Linked DNA regions of Oryctolagus cuniculus: region 1 is linked to region 2. Evidence: chromatin contacts called from public Hi-C data. All regions are on one chromosome and are shown on one strand. Each heading gives the region's core, a stretch centred on a gene start, on an enhancer-like site or on the middle of the called end of the contact. The rest is flanking DNA. Distances are from core to core; before and after follow the strand shown. Region 1 overlaps ZKSCAN1 (zinc finger with KRAB and SCAN domains 1). Region 2 has its middle 9.2 kb from the start of GJC3.

Region 1 (4,405 bases), core at 1,830-4,329, 50 kb after region 2:
GGAGGAAGCAGATTGTGATTGTGCAGGAAAATCTTGTTCTAAATAAAGAGTTTAAGGGCAAGGGGTGGGTTATGCAAGCAGAATCAGTAATTATTTTAAAATGAGCATATGTATTTTTATTAACTTTTAGTTAAATATAGATTATTACAACCAGGTCAACATGATAAGCCTAAATATATAGAGAGCTAACTCAGGCATTGTCTTTGTAGACTAGTAAAGCAACCTGTCTTGTCAGTTCCCCGCTTCTTTGTTTAGAGTTAAATTAGACCAAAAGAAGAAATTTACTTGTCTTTGTATACCTGCAGAATTAAATTATTGCTGTTAAGAACTAGACTTTTCATTTTACTAGTCTCTGAAGAGTCCAGGTGCTTGGTAGATGTTCAATAAAGGATATTTAAATTGAATTTGTGCATTTAAAATACTCATTAACATTTCTAGAAAAGCTTCTCAATAAATAATGGAACCAGAGGGAAAGTGGTATGTTCTTTAAAAGCTAGGGAACTCCTACAACAAAAATAATTTGAAGCCTTAATCTAAGACAATTTCCAAATGTTACAAGAAATGGCAGCAAAATGACATTTGTATACACAATCAGTGATCCATTTTAGAGGACGATGATAGCTGACAAATGTAGGCATAATGAGGTCAGGAAGGAAATTCTGGAAATTTGTAATAAGTATTCCTTTATGTTGTTTCTGTCTTAGATCATGATAAAAGAATAAATTATCATCTGTAGGTGGCAGTATTTGTGTTTTGGTCACCCTTGGTTGCATAAACACATTTTGGATAAAGAAAAAAATGTAATTTCAAAGTTACAAATTTGAACTGTTGGAAAACAAAATGATTTTTTTTTACTTTGCCTCATTTGAATTATTGATTTATTCTCCCTATTTAGAAACCCTACATGCAGGTGCAAAGTGCTCTGTTTCCTCTGTGCTTCAGTTTCTATTTCCTGAAGACTAGAATGGTCAGTCCCCTGCTTTCTTTAAGGACTATGGTGGAATAAACTGCTAAGCAAAGTTTGTTTTTCTAAAAAAAAAAAAAAAAAAAAAAAAAAAAAAAAATTAAAAGACAAGTTACAGACAGAGCGAGAGACAGTGAGAGAGATCTTCCATCTGCTGGTTGGTTCACTCCCCCCCAAACCCAGGAGCTTCTTCCAGGTCTCACGTTGGTGCAAGTGCCCAAGCACTTGGGCCATCTCCACTGCTTTCCCAGACCATTAACAGGGAGTTGGATCAGAAGTGGATCAGTTGGGGCTCGAACCAGTGCCCATATGGGATGTTGGTGCTTCAGATGGAGCTTTTTATTTTTTATTTTTTGACAGAGAGAGAGGTCTTCCTTCCGTTGGTTCACTCCCCTAATGGCCGCTACAGCCTGTGCTGCGCCGATCCGAAGCCAGGAGCCAGGTACTTCCTCCCGGTCTCCCATGCGGGTGCTTGGTTCCTGCACCTGCATCCTCTGCTGCCCTCCCAGGCCACAGCAGAGAGCTGGACTGGAAAAGGAGCAACCAGGACTAGTACTCGGCACCCCAACCGGGACTAGAACCCGGGGTGCCAGTGCCGCAGGAAGAGGATTAGCCAAGTGAGCCATGGCACCGGCCTCAGATGGAACTTTAACCTACTATGCCACAGTGCCAGCCCCTCAAGTAAAGTTTTTAGTAAGGCTAAAAAGGATTTACAAAAGGTAGCTTGTGTGAAAATGTCCTTTTCCAGAGGTATTTTCCAGCCAGGTCCTGGTTCAGGGGAACTTGATCCTGTCCTGTGCAATTATCCTGGCCTGGGTCTCCCAAAGAGCAGAGCCTAAAGTCAGGACTTGTGTGCAGATGACTTGTTTTGGGAATGATTGCAGAGAACAGAAGTGAGGGACAGAGTAGGCAGAAAGAGGATGGGATCTAATGCATCACTGAACGTGGTCACTGCTGTGGACAAATGGAGCCTACACCTCCATGACAGAATTTGGCTGCTCCAGGGACTGGAGGAGAGAGCGTTTACTCATTCGAGGTGTGCTCTGTGAAGCAGGGACTTCTTGCATTTCCAGGTCCGTGCCCATCCAGAGAAGTTACAGAACAACCATTGCTGGGTGCACCTGCCAAAAGCAGGTTCCAGCAGTGGCCTGAGTGAAAAGTGAGCTGAGCCCTGGCAGAGTACATGGAGTATCCAAAACATCTGTAAACTGTTTCTACTCAGCATTTCTGATGCCAGCTCTCCATCTCTGGACACCAACCAGGTGTCCAATCCAGTTCTGACACTACTGGAGTTAGTGCAGACCCTGCTGACATGCCTGCCAATTCAGACACTTAGCTAGGTCTAACCTTCCAGATCTATTGTTCTGAGGGGCCCTGCAAACTGAGTGCTGGCCTACAAGGATCAGAGCTTATCTCCCAAGAGCCTCTCTCCTCAATATTTGACTTGTCCTCTCCAGTTCAAACACTGGTGGCTTCCTCCATTCCTGGGCCTGCATTTCAAAGGCTGCAGGAGGAAAAATTTACAAGCCTGGCCTCCTATAATTTTAGTCCGCCTTCATTTTTACTCTGGTCCCTGCTATGTTCCAGGGTTCAGTGTGTGACCAGGAATGTAGGGTTTAGGCAAGGAGACGGAGGAACAAGGGCAGAGAACCTGACACAATTTACTCACCAGAGCTTGTTTTTTCAGCCAGTGTTCCAGGAAAGCCTATCTGGCAATACTGTACTTAGAGGGGGCCAGGCCACCACAGACAGAGAAAGCCGCAAGAAACCAGTGTGGGTCGCTTGTGAGCATATAATATATGAAGATGTGTGATGCTTGAGCAGAAAGGGCCCTCCTGCTCCTTTTCTACATCCTGGACATGCCCCTAACCCTTGCTATAAAAGCCCTTGAAAACTGCTTCTCAGGGGTGCATCTTCTTGAGGGACCTCTACTGTCCCCCCATCTGCTTGACTTTGAGCAACTGCAGCTTAGGACTGATTCTGTGGCAACACACCAAGCAAACAGACCTCTTGTGTCTGCTAACAAAACTGATGAGCCTGGATAGACTGTCACTAGCCTAGGGTCGTGGTGACTGGGAACTGGGAGTGAGGCAATTGGTAGTGGCAGCTGGTCTAGGACTTGCTTGCTCTTAGAGAACTGTTGCTTTGTTCTGTTGGGGTAGGAGGTTTCCCTTGGTGCCTGGCAGTCCAGAGTTGCTGACTCAGAGACCGCTTTCTGCCCAGCTCCTCACAGAATCAAGAAATAATTTGGGATTGTTGCTATATTAAGTGTCTTAAGAGTTGCTGAAAGTAAAATCCAGGATAAGAAGCATTCTAAGAGGAAATAACCAGGGACCAGAAAGGGACAGCCTTCTCCAGAATGCCATAAGAGGGTCAGCAGACAGGATTCCAAAAGGAGTGGACAGGGAAATCTCACAGTCAGGTTTTGCTCGAGGAGGTAGAGATTCACAAAAGGAACAATCCAGGAAATTGGCTGGGTTTCTGGGTTACTTGACCCTGTCTTTCCCCATTTCACAGGCAGTACCATTTTATTAGGGTTTAGAGATCTCTACCAGAAACAGGTGGGAAACAAAGGAAATTCCATGTTTCAGAACTGATAAAAATTGTGATGTCTTGGTTCATCTCTCCAATGCTTTCCATGTAATGTTATTCTTCCTTGTGCATGCATTCCCTAATGTTTGGTGAGCTCTGCCAGTTTTCTATTCCTGCCCAGTGGAAAACAAACTGGTTTTTGTCATCATGTATACTGGAGCACCTTTACTGGCTCTGACAAACTTCGTGTGTGGGGCACCATCATTGATGTGCAGTTTTCTATGCCATTATCATTCGGCTTTTTGTGTGTCTCAGCATGGAGAGAAGAATAAATGAGAAATGTGGCTTCCACCTCTAATGCTGCCAGGTCTCTCCTCACTCTCAGCACCTGTTTTGAGTCTAAATAAGTACAAACCTGTAGTTTTAAGAGGCAAACACAAATGGTAAAAGCCTTTGACCTTGTCCTTTCCTTTTCGCTAACAAAAGCCTCTATTAAATGGCCCCCAACTATAGTTGTCATCTCCTCACTACTGATATCTTCCCCATTAAAGCCCCCATTAACTTTACCATTTACATGGTACTGTCACAGGTCACCAGTGTCTATGACAAAAATAAATTCCAAGGACCAGAGTTGTGGCATAGCAGGTAAAGTTGAAGCCTGCAACTATGGCATACCTGTAGGTGCCAATACCTGAACCACTTGTTCCACTTCCAATCCAGCTCCCAGCAAATGGCCTGGGAAAAGCAGTGGAAGATGGCCCAAGTGCTCGGGCTCCTGAACCCATGTAGGAGACCTGGATAAAGCTCCTGGCTCTGGCTTTGGCCTGGCCCAGCTGTGGCTGTTGCAGCCTTCTGAGGAGTGAACCAGTGGATGGGAGATCTGTGTGTGTGTGTGTGTGTGTGTCTGTC
Region 2 (4,937 bases), core at 1,769-4,268:
GTGCCTCTTAGGCTAGCTTCACCTGGACTCCCTTGTCAAGCTTAACTTTGTTTTGTATGTATCAGTCATCATATGCCTCTTAATAGTGGGCTCAAACATCTATCTGCCTAGGAGCATTTCTATGGGGCTGTCTCACAGCATTTGCTCCAGGAACAGTGGTTTCTTTGAACCCCTGAGAACACCATATTTTGCAGGTCAATGCTGGATTTCCTTCTTGGGTTAATGGAATAGAACAGCTGCGTTCAGCATTCAGCAAAAGCGTTTCTACTTTAGGGTGCAGGCTCTGTTGCAATCTTAGGTTACTGCCCCTAGAGGGCACCATGTATCTGGCTAATGGATTTTCCCAGTAACTAATAACCCTTAGGAGAAAATTGAAGACCTATTCTTATTTTCAAGTATACAGTACATTGCTATGCACTATAATTACACAGTACAATAGATATCCAGAATTTATTCATTCTAATTGGATCTCTGTACCCTTTGACCAACCTCTTTCCATGCAGAACAATGAACAGGGTATAAATGAATATACTTGGGTGAGGTCATGCAGGCAGACTCAGTTAATAGGGGTTATAGTCACAATTTTTTATCTTTAAGATTTATTTTATTTATTTTAAAGGCAGTTACAGAGAGAGAGAGAGAGAGAGAGAGAGAGGGATTTAGAGAGAGAGAATCTTCCAAATGGCTGCAACAGCCGGGGTTGGGTCAGGCGAAGCCAGGAAACAGGGGCTTCATCCAGGTCTCCCCCATGGGTGCAGGGGCCCAAGTTCTTGGGCCATCCTCCACTGCTTTCCACACACATTAGCTGGATTGGAAGTAGAACACCTGGGACTTGAACCAGTGCCCATATGATTGTCAGCATCGAAGGTGGCGACTTAACCCATTATGCCACAATGCCAGACCCATCGTCACAATTATTGCGTATGCCTAGTGTGGCCACCTACTCCATTTCATGATGAAGTCCATGAAGGATTTTCATGCATTTTTCTGAATAGTGCACAGTGTTTGCCAAAATAAGATGTGTTTAGAAGCGTTTCTAATATTTGTTAAACCCTGAATAGGAAACCCCATTCTGCATCCCCTCCACCAATCCAGGGCCCAATGGCACAGGTGCTCTCTGGGGACATCATTCTCAACTCCTGTCTCAGGAGTTTTTGTCCCAATCCCTTGATCATCCAAATAGTTATGGCAGTACTGCCACACCCAGTTGTGAAATATCAGTTAACATTACCCACAAATATTTACAAGTATCTATATTCTAGTACCAATCCTGTTTCAGAAATCTCAGTCTATTTTTGTAGCATACCTCTGGTGCTTTTTATACAGGATTGTGTCTTCTCCAGGTTCTTTTTCCTTTTAACATTTATTTATTTATTTATTTGAAAGTGAGAGCTACACAGAGAGGAGAGGCAGAGAGAGAGGGGTCTTCCATCCACTGATTCACTCCCCAACTGGCTGCAACAGCCAGAGCTGAGCTGATACGAAACCAGGAGCCAGGAGCTTCCTCCGGGTCTCCCACGTGGGTGCTGAAGCCCAAGGACTTGGGCCATCCTCCACTGCTTTCCCAGGCCACAGCAGAGAGCTGGATCAAAAGTGGAGCAACTGGGACTCAAACCTGTGCCCATATGGGATGCCAGCACTGCAGGCAGCAGTTTTACCCACTTTGCCACAGCGTCGGCCCCCAGGTTCTTTTTCAATGATAAAATGCACAAAACATAAAAGTTACCATAGAAACCACTTTTAATTGTACAGCTCAGTTGCACTAAGCACATTCACGTTGTTAGGCAATCTTTGTCATCCATTTCCTGAACTCTCCTATCCTTGCAAAACTTAAACCCTGTACCCCTTAGACAATGACTCCTCATTCCCTCTCCCTCCAGCCTCTGGTAACCATCATTCTTTCTGTCTCTGAATTTGATTACTCTAGATACATACACAAGGGAAATCTTAAAGTACTGTAATCAAGGTTCATCTATGTTATGTCAAAATTTCCTTCCTGGGGCTGCCACTGTGGTGCAGCTGGTCAAACCGCTGCCTGCAACATCAGCATCCCGCCTGAGTTTGAGTCCTGGCTGCTCCACTTTCAAACCAGCTCCCTGCTAATGCACCTGGCAGAGCAATGGATGGTGGCCACGCCACCCATGGAGGAGACCCAGATGGAGTTCCCGGCTTCAACCTGGCCCCGCCCCAGCTGCTGCAGGCTAAAGAGAGTGATCCGACAGATGAAAGATCCCTCCTACCCTCCCTCCCGTCTCCCTCTGTAATTCTGCTCTTCAAATAAAATAATTCTCTAAAAAATTCCTAGTTTGCTTAGCCATTGAACACTACATCGCTTGCGCTCCTTGGCCGTTGTGAAGGAAGCTGCTACGAGCAAGGCTGTGCGAACACTGCAAGTCCCTGCCTTCAGTTCTTTGCACCCCAAGGTAGCATTATTGGGTCATGCGGTAATTTTTTTTTATTTTATTTTTTGAGGGCATGCCATCTTGTTTCCCACAGAGGCTTTCCCATCCCAACGACACTGCACAAGGATTCCAATTTCTTCACATCCAGCACCTGTTACGTTTTGTAGTAGCCATCTTAATAATGAGCGCACTGAACTCTTGCACACTCGTTCTTCTCTGCTTGGAACTGTTTTCTGCCTCCTTGAAAGCATAAGCTTTAATTTTACTGGTGTTCCTTTCTCGTGATAGGCAGCCCGGTCGGCGGACCCGGCAGGGGGCGTGGAGGGCCGCGCGCCGGGTTCTCGCCCCTGGGCCACGGTTTCTTTGTCCTCTGGGGGCAGCCAGCGGGATAACCCGCCTTGTTCCGACCCCTCAGCGGAAATGTACATCGGGATATAGTTTAAGGGGAGTTCTTCTTCCGCAAGCGAGCTGATTCTTTGTGCGGTTCACGCGCCGGGAGGCGGGGAGGGGTCTCCGAGTCCAGGGAACCACCGAGATCCGGGCCTCCGGGGTCCTAGAGGCAGTCCAGGGAACCACCGAGATGCGGGCCTCCGGGGTCCTAGAGGGAACACTGCAGCGGGGGTTGACGGAGCCGCGGCCGCACGTCCGGCCTTTGTGTGTCGGCGCAGACGGCGGCCTGCGAGGGTCAGGGGCGGTTTCTCCGGACTTGCTGGCTGTTCGTGTGCTCCTTTATAGCGTGCGCGTGTCGGCCTCTGCACTCTGGCGGGGTCACGTCTCTCCTCCTGCCCCCAGATTTTTGGTCGCGCCCTCCCTTGGTGCCTCCAGCCGGCCTCGAGGCTAATTTGCAAACATCCGTGGAGCCAGCCTTGGCCGCAGAACCCATGCCGACCCCGCGTCTTCCCAGATCCGTGCCGCTCCACGGAAGACGGAGCTTGGCAGAAAGAGAGCTGACTGCTCTGAGCCTCAGGTTCCGTTTTCAAAGGGGAGATCATGTGCCAGTTTAGCAGAAATGAAGGGTTAATGTGTGTAGCAGGTAGTACTAGTAAGTGGGGACTGAACTGTTTTTTCTATTGCAAAAGCAATAGTCTCCCCACCCCATTACAGAGCTCCGCGCCCTACGTGCAGTGAGCAGCGTGGAGGGAAGGGAGAGAAGGAGCTATTCCGGGAGGTGACGAGGGCAATGTGTGTGGACAGTCCTCCCAAATGTGGATGGGCCGTCCTCCACCCACCCTCGCGCGTATCCATCCGTCCCGCCGCATTTTTATCTGGGTGGAAGCAAGAGTGTGACGTGTGCTTGTTAAATAGAAACATACTTACGGAATGCCGAGGCAGGATCGCTGGTCACTGACGTTCTTAGTGCTTTGGGATGTATGTCCCCCCACCGAGCCTTCCAAGACTCAAGGCCTGCCTAAAAACATTCTGAGGATCCCGAGTGCCAAAGTTGTCTCCGTGTGTAGAATCTCTGCCTGGTTTTCCCTTCTCAGGAACTGAAGGACAGGGTTTTCCTTTTCTGGCTGTGGGTTTTTCTTTGAGGAGAGACAACCACGTAGGTCTTTTTCCTGTGAGCAGTTACTAAACCCATTTTCTTGGTGATCTGTTTGGAAGCTCCCGTGCCGCTTAAAATCAAGACTGTAAGGCTTTAGGGGAGGTTACTCAAAACTATGTGCTTTTGTAACCCAAAAATCAAGAATTCTTACGTTCTAGACGGTGCAGCAGTTTAGGACACCATGCCAGCATCCCATATAAGCACTAGTTATAATCCCGGCTGCTCCACTTCTGCTCCTGCTGATGTCATGGGAAGGCAGTGGAAGATGGCCCAAGTGCTTGGGCCCCTGCACCCATGTGGGAGTCCCAGATGGTGTTCCAGGCTCCTGGCTTCTGCCTGGGTCAGCCCCAGTAATTGTGGCCATTTGGAGAATAAACCAGCAGATGGGAGATATCTATATCTATCTATATTGTCTTCAAATTTTTTAAAAAGGAGGAGGGGGGCTGGCATTGTGGTATAGCAGGTAAAGCCACCACCTGCAATGCCAACATCCCATGTGGGTGCCAATTCAAGACCTGGCTGCTCCACTTCCAGTCCAGCTCTCTGCTAATGCGCCTGGGAAAGCAGCACAAGATGGTCCAAGTGCCTGGGCCCCTGCACCCAAGTAGGAGATCTGGAAGAAGTTCCTGACTCCTGGGTTTGGCCTGGCCCAGCCCTGGTCCTTGTGGCCATCTGGGGAGCGAACCAGTAGATGGAAGATCTTTCTGTAACTGGCTTTCAAATAAATAAATCTGAAGGAAGGAAGGAAGGAGGGAGGGAGATGGATGACTCCCCAAATGTTTCATAGTGAAACATTGAATTCCCAATAAATAAAGGAATACAACACTATGCAAGAACTGACCTGGAAAAAGGAGTGTAGCTAAAGTAAGGTCTGTGTGGAAAGGTTGGGTCTACTGGATTAGGGAGACAAAGGCAAATACTGAAAGATTGGGGGCATCTGTGTAGTAAGTCTTTGCCAAAGGAAGCATGTGGTCACCTGAATTAACAGG

Evidence for each region. A called contact is a pair of places that touch in the nucleus more often than the background predicts.
Region 1: a Hi-C map of liver shows a contact between it and region 2, with 2.4 times the contacts expected there. The contact joins two enhancer-like sites. A contact is called at or near these places in 3 of 6 Hi-C or Micro-C datasets (embryonic fibroblasts, liver and an unstated tissue).

The regions. Positions count from the first base shown.
Region 1 is chr19:42,296,217-42,300,621 of mOryCun1.1, forward strand. The region is part of intron 6 of ZKSCAN1 (zinc finger with KRAB and SCAN domains 1); the gene reads left to right. Among named protein-coding and RNA genes, the nearest start is that of ZKSCAN1, 24 kb to the left of the region's middle. Within about 2 kb of position 3,080, at least 1 of the 8 cell types and tissues checked has an H3K27ac peak or open chromatin away from gene starts, as enhancers often do.
Region 2 is chr19:42,245,808-42,250,744 of mOryCun1.1, forward strand. It overlaps the pseudogene LOC100348787. Among named protein-coding and RNA genes, the nearest start is that of GJC3, 9.2 kb to the left of the region's middle. Within about 2 kb of position 3,019, at least 7 of the 8 cell types and tissues checked have an H3K27ac peak or open chromatin away from gene starts, as enhancers often do.